Regions from separate parts of the Rattus norvegicus genome. Here region 2 is linked to region 1. A link is a contact called in public Hi-C data. All regions are on one chromosome and are shown on one strand. The core of a region is the stretch at or near the end of the contact, and the rest is flanking DNA. Distances in the headings are between cores, read along the strand shown. Region 1 overlaps Cpvl (carboxypeptidase, vitellogenic-like). Region 2 overlaps Chn2 (chimerin 2).

Region 1 (3,456 bases), core at 163-2,662:
AAGCACACTTTCCATTTTAAGCCCAGCTTGAAGTCTGGCAGTGGCTGGCTGTTGCATTCTCTTACTTAGAGTGATGTTTCTTAGTGGGATGGAAGAAAAGGTTGGCTAGAAGAATGGATGCAGATTGGGTACTGGCCAAAACACTGCCCTCACACACGGTAAGCTGTTTAAATTCCCTAGAGCCACCTCGATAGAATTGTCTGTGTAAAACACAATCACTTGTTACACTGTTTTGTTTTGTTTTGCTGTATTCTTTCTTCTTTCATTTATTTATTTATTTACTTACTTACTTTATATCTCGATTGCTGCCCTCTCCCATATAGTCCCTCCCCTCTCCTTCTCCTCTGAGAGAGAGTGGAGGCTCCTCCCCCTTGGATATACCCTCATCCTGACACGTCAAGTCTCTACAGGGTGAATCCTCTCCCACTAAAGCCAAACAAGGTAGCCCAGCTAGAAGAACAAATCCCACATATAGCCAACGGCTGTATACAGTGGGATAGTCCCCGCTCCAGTTGTTCAGGACCCACGTGAAGACTGACCTGCACATCTGCTACAGATGTTTGGAGAGGCCTAGGTTCAGACCGTGTATGCTCTTTGGTTGGTGGTTCAGTCTCTGAGAGCCCCCAAGGGTCCAGGTGAGTTGACTCTGTTGGTCGGCCTGTGGAGTTCCTATCCCCTTCAGGGCCCTTAATCACTGGCTAGATTTTTGATGACGTGACCCAAAATAATCAGCTTGGAAGAGTGAATGCCAATTGGAGAGTTACGTCTATCAGATTGGAATGTGGGGGCTTTTCTTGATTAGTGATTTATGTGGGCAGGTGCCACCCCTAGGCTGGTGATCTTTCCGAGTTATAAGAAGGCAAGCTGAGCAAACCAATAAGCAACATTCCTCTGGTCATTGGTTTAGTTCCTTCCTTGAGCTTTTGCCTCAGTTTCCTTTAATGACGGATTATAAAATGTAAGGTGGAATAAGCGCTTTCCCACCCCAGTTGCTTTTGGTCCTAGTGTTTGTAACAGCAACAGAAAGCAAGCGAGAACAACAGTGTTGATTGAAAGAACTGAAATCGGTGTCTTTAGTCCCCGCTTCCCACCTACTGGCTCTCCATTTCAGCAATCTGTGTAATGTGTAATAGAAATTATGTCTACGGTGTCTTGTTATCTGTCTCTATTGTCTGCGTCTGGCTGGAGATACAGTTTAAATGTCTGGGAGCAGAGCTGATACTTGGAAAGTAATGGGCCACGTCAGGACCAGTTTAGATTTCAGGAATTTTGCTTCCAAGTGACGATCCATGAAGGCACAGGATAATTTTCTTTGCCCATTATTGACAGTAGTGGAATGTGCTAGTGTTGACAGTCGAATGGACAGACTAGAACATTGAGGAAGGAGTAGACAAGTTTGTGACTGGCCACCAGGGGTCGCCAGAGAATTAAGAGGGCAATGGATAAACCAGGCCTCCTTTCCCTCCTCTCCCACTCCTCTTTTTCCCTCCTCTTGACCCGTCTGTTTGTGTAGCCCAGGATGTCACACTTCTATCTTCACTTCCCTAGCGGTGGGGATGGCAGGCGAGTCTTAACACCGCCTCGTTTGTTATCTGTGTACCAGAACCGGTCAGCCTCTTGGACTTCATCCATGTGTAGGCGTGGATCCCACAAGTCTAGGATTCCTCCGCGCCTTCGCATTTCATCGCTTCTTATTTCAGTAGCGCTCGAAATGGTTTTATACTCAGGCCCCTGACTCATTCATAAAGGGTTTCTTTTCTTCATCATCCACCAGATAATTCTTTAGCAGGGGTCCATCCCAAGACATTTTAATAACCACCTCAAAAGCCCTGCCTTTGATTACTCGAACACGCGTTCCCCTGCCTATCTGTCCACATATGTAGCCACACTTAGCTGTCTTCCCACCCACCCCCCACAAAAAAAAACAAACCCCAAAACCCCAAAAAACCCCAACCCCCCCAAAAAAACCCCAAAAAACAAAAAACAAACAAAAACAAACAAAAAACCAAAACCCAACCGGAACTGACTCTTTAAAAAGATACACGACACTGACTGAATGAAGTGTTATGCCCTGTACCTGCTGCTCATATGTATAACAACCTGTGTCTGCATGGAGACACAGAGAAATGAAGGCATGTACTCAAGAACACACAAATATTAAAATAGCTACATGCAACTCCAGTCCTGGCCGTGTGGCTCTCACATCCACACTCTTTACAGAGTGCATCCCAACCACCCACCCCCTTCCCAGCTGTGAGTAGGAGCTAACCCACAGCTTGAGAGAGCAGACAGTGTATGCTATTAGGATGAATTTACACACTGTACTGGATACATGCAGCATGGTGGTGCTATAACTCACTGCTGTGGAGAGACACCTACAACCTGGGGTCCAGTGAGAGACACCAAGATCTCATCACTTAACCGTGTCTACAGCATTTGTGGTGCCCCCAAGTGGAGAATGCACATGGCTTGTGCACAGAGAAGGCTCCTCAGACGTGTCCATGATGAGTTTAGGGAGTGAGACTTGGGATGGCAGGGGGGCAGTTCTTTGAAAATGATCTTTAAAACGCCTTAATTCAGAATATGTCCTCTAGAGCTGAGAGATGGTGGGGTCTGAATTCACCCCTATCAAACCTGAGGATCTGACGGCCCCCTGAGCTACGTGGCAGGAGAGAACCAACTCCCAAAACTTGTTTATTGACGCTCATAGGTGTGCAGTGTAAATAAATAAATAAATGCATAAATAAAAAACACGTGATAAGATTTCAAAGGGAGTACCCTGTTTGAAATATAACAGGTATTGAGGAAAATTACTTTAAGCTTTGAGATGGGGGAACTAAATATCTTGAATCTTAACTATGGTAAGATTAATATTTCCAAAGGTCTGAATTCCATCTTACCTAGAACTAATTAGCAGAAGTTCCTTCTTGCAGTGGCCCCCACGTTTGCAGTGAGGTTTTGTTCAGATCACAATCATGGGTTTCTCCTTTTCCCTGGGAGCAGGGCCTCACCTCTCAGGTGGGAGCTGGCTATGTCACGGAGGATTATCTGTAAGAACTTTATGCCACTTGTGTGGGCCATAGCAAGTATTGTCTATCATGGTTACAGTGCCGTGATTCATCACGCAAGCATGACCTGCTATGGCTGACACTTGGGTCCACAGCATGAAATAGCACCTTCCTATTGAAGTACCTGATTTAGTCATGGCATCAGCGCTTAGGCTGCTTGGCTCACTGGAATAGAAAGACACAATATAGATAAGGCTTTCTTTACAAACGGGTGCTTCCGGGGCTGCCGAGCCCGGAGGAGGAGGCAGGTCAGCTGAGGTTGGAAGCCTGCTAGCTCTTACTACTCCAGCATTCCAAGAATGCTTCACTGCCTCATGAGAACCCCGCTGGGCATGTTGCTGTTTGACTTGTCCTGTAGTGTGGCCTCTCAGGACCAGGCTATTTTTCT
Region 2 (3,590 bases), core at 955-3,454, 210 kb before region 1:
AGTGATCCCCAGCCTCAGGCTTGGGAGTTATTGTGTAGATGTACCTATCAGTTGGGACTAAGCTCTGCAATGCTTTCGACTGGTTGTAGTTTTCTGTAATGGTCTCTGTCTGTCTCAGGGGCTTTACTGGAATGAGCTCCACATTCAGGGAAGAGTTAATGAAGACAAACCCCTGTAACTTGCCAGAATTTTCTAGGTCCTCAGGCTGGGCCTGAAGATGAACTACACAGAGATAGTAAGGTCACAAAGAGCCCCGAGCTGGAGTCTCTGGTCACTAGAGGGCACTGGGGCCACATGGAGCTCCTGACTCGGGCCACTGATGCTGCACTGGGATTACTGAGAGCCTTCCATCCAGCAAGGGCTTACTGAATAAATACCAGGAGCCCAGGTTTGGTTGCACCAGCACATAGGAGAGAGGGCACAGCAAGAGGCTGTGGTCCTTCCTTCTCGTCTCATCCGCCTGCCTTTTCTCTTATAGCTCAGCCACATTGGCTTTCCTCTTGGTCCTTGGATGCATCAAGTTAATGCATGTGGTGTCTGCCTTCCGACTGCCACATGACCAGCTTTCTAGAGTCTGGGAGACTCTTTCTAATTCCTCCCAGGGCTTTTGCTTTCTTGAGGATGTGTGACTGTGTGCATGTGAATGTCTCTGCTTAGTTATCTCTGTTAATCGGTGACCACCACAGTGAAAGCAAGGGCCCTTTTTACCTCGTTCTATGCTGCCTGTGTTACTTTTAGCCTACTGGGTCTCTTTTGTGAGTTTAGGCAAAGATACTTCTCCTAGGGGACGTGGACCTCAGATATAGATTTGTAGCCATGCTAAGAGGTGCCACGCTGAGTTGGGTACAAATGGTACAATTTGAAATTTCCTGACTACTGTATGCTAGGACACAGCAGGCACTCAGTCAAGTGCTGTCTTAATGAAAGACAGCATACATTCTGTGTGAGAAGGATGGTCAGAATGCTATTCCCCAGACTTCGGAGGGTGGGTCTAGCCTGGTCATTCTATCCCATCTCAGGCTTGGGCCAGTCACCTCTGACCTTGAGTAGCACTGCCCAGGACCCTGCAATAGCAGTCACAGAGGAGTATAATTTAAACACAAGGATGAGGGTCCTAGAGAGAAGGATGAGTAAGGCCAGCTTGTGATACTATAGCATACTGCACCTGCTTGAAGGGTCACTCAACCACCTAGACACAAAACACTACAGTGACGAGGACTACCTTTTGGACAGACAGGCTGCTGAAGCATGACACACAAACCGAGATATAGCCTAAGCCAGACAAGCCACAAGAGCTGAAATGGCCTAGTGTGCTGGCTAAGGCAGATGCTGATATGGAAGGTGGGGCCCCAGGGTGACTAGAGATGAACTTAGAGAAGTAAATAGGACTCAGAAAACCAAGAGTTAGAAGAAGCTAAATACTCTTTGCACTGAAGGGAGGAAAGAGGTAAACAGGAAAGATGCACCCAGTGTGTTAGCCACAAAGATTATTCCAGCGTGGGTGTGAGGAAGGGTTAGAGAGGGAGGAGGGGGGTGAAGGAAGGTGAGGGGCAGTGAGATCAACCAACCAACCAATCAATCAATCATCTGTCTGCCTATCTATCTATCTATCTATCTATCTATCTATCTATCTATCTATCTATCTATCGTGTGAATAGTATGAGCTACGGCCATATCAGTGGAAATGGAGGAAGTAATTTTGACAGACATTGACACAGCAAATGAGTACAGCTTGGGATAAACTGGTTCTAAGCAGAGAAAAGGGGCATCCACTGGCCTGGCAGAGGAGGGATAATTCTCTATGGCCTTGGCAGTGGGAAGGAGGTGACTTCTTTCCTATAGCTGGGAAAATCATGGGAGAAACAGTCATGGCAGATGGCAGTGGCCCTCACTTTCCCCTGTCCAAAAGAAGCAGTGACAGGATGGCTGAGTGAACGAGTCTGAGAGGCTTGCAGTCCAGACAAGAGCCTGGGCCTGGGTATCTCTGAAGGGAAGCCCACAAGCAGAGGCAGCTGCAGACAATGAAGCGCAGGGATGACAGAGGGTCAATGCTCAGTGCATGACCGGCCTCTGAAGAGCCCGGCAAGAACAAAGCCAATGGAGGATGTGAGAAGAAAATGAGCAGAGGGCAACCAGAGAGGAGAGAAGACACGACAAGGCAAAGCCACTCAGAAGGGGAAGTGGTAAGAGGGACAGAGCCTGTTCCGGTGAGATAGGCCAGGCAGGGAAGCAGTGCTACTGTAGCAAGAGGCTGTGGGAGGGTGAGGGTTGATGATCTTGGGGTAGATAGAAGCCACAGTGTGGTGAGATGAAGGGGAAATGGAAAAAACAGAACGCATGTGTGGGAGCTGTGGCAGACACAGAGACAAACCCTACTAATAAGGGGGGTGAGGGCTTGAGGTCCAGGAGCACCAACTCAGCTGCCACCTTGATTACCTTTGCCAAACCACCCCGTTCTCTCCTGCATCCAGGAGCCTCTTCCCCCTTAGTGGCTCCTGGGAAAATGTAGACTTTCCCCAGCCCTGTGCAGCTACATTCCTGGTAGGACTTCCCTCTCTGCCATGACAGACTTTCTTTCCTGCTACTTCTTCAAAGACAGTCAGTCTCCCAGCCTTTAGGCCTCTAGCCTGGAGAACTCTCTCCTTCACCGCTTCCCTCCAGAAGCTGCCTGCCTCTTTACAAATTCCTTTCAGCAGAGGAATGTCTTCCTGGCTTTCTTCCAAATCCCTTCTGGGCATTCATTTATTCATTTAACAAATATTTACCTAGAGCATAATGGTCTACTTGGCACAAAACATTACAGTAGACATGGGTGCAGAGAGTAAGGCAAGATGCAGAATGCAGACACAGGAATCAGCTATGTGTCCAATTCGTCCGTCCATCCATCCATCCATCCATCCATCCATCCATCCATTCATCTATCTGTTCCCTCAATAAGCACTGCATCTGTTTGCTAAACCAGCCTCTGGCCACCTGTACCTACCATCATAACATGAGATAGGATGTGACAGGACAGACATGATGTTGTAGGAATGAAGAAGAGAAACTCTTTTAGTCGGTTTGTTCCTTGGTATTTGTTTTTGTTTGTTTCTGTTTTGTTTGTTTGGCTGCTTGCTTTGTTTGTTTCATTGGTTGGTTGGTTTGTTCATTTCCTCAAGAGGTTAGCTCCTGGCCATGACATACTGAATTCTCATGAAGTCAGTTGTTAAGTCACAGCCCTGGTACTGTAGCTACTAGGAGGCAAGGGAAGATGTGGTTTTGTTTGTTGGTTTGTTTGTTTGTTTGTTTTTACCCACATTCAGAGTAAAAAGATCCTGAAGGATGAAGATAGGAAAATTAAAGTTCTCCCACCAACAGTAGAATGGCATGTTCCAGACTCTGGTACAGGCTCCACGCATGTATTACCTTACATATTTATAATTATCCCAAGTTGTCTCTCCACCCGCTGATACAGCCATATCCACCTGCCCATCCAAAGATGGAGCCGGCCGATCCCCTTTAGAGACTCCCTAGTTTACATCACATGAGGCTGCGGGTGGCTGTGTCGGCCAGTGGCGCAGCAGTGCAAGGGTAGAGCCAGCACCTCCCAG

What was found. A called contact is a pair of places that touch in the nucleus more often than the background predicts.
Region 2: a Hi-C map of the A7r5 cell line shows a contact between it and region 1, with 6 times the contacts expected there. The contact joins two enhancer-like sites. A contact is called at or near these places in 6 of 12 Hi-C or Micro-C datasets (the A7r5 cell line, Schwann cells, frontal cortex and 3 more).

Annotation. Positions count from the first base shown.
Region 1 is chr4:84,394,092-84,397,547 of GRCr8, reverse strand. All of the region lies in intron 3 of Cpvl (carboxypeptidase, vitellogenic-like), which reads left to right. Among named protein-coding and RNA genes, the nearest start is that of Cpvl, 20 kb to the left of the region's middle. Within about 2 kb of position 1,412, at least 7 of the 93 cell types and tissues checked have an H3K27ac peak or open chromatin away from gene starts, as enhancers often do. A contact at or near this core is called in the A7r5 cell line, where this site is marked.
Region 2 is chr4:84,604,330-84,607,919 of GRCr8, reverse strand. The region is part of intron 1 of Chn2 (chimerin 2); the gene reads right to left. Among named protein-coding and RNA genes, the nearest start is that of Chn2, 130 kb to the right of the region's middle. Within about 2 kb of position 2,204, at least 17 of the 93 cell types and tissues checked have an H3K27ac peak or open chromatin away from gene starts, as enhancers often do. A contact at or near this core is called in the A7r5 cell line, where this site is marked.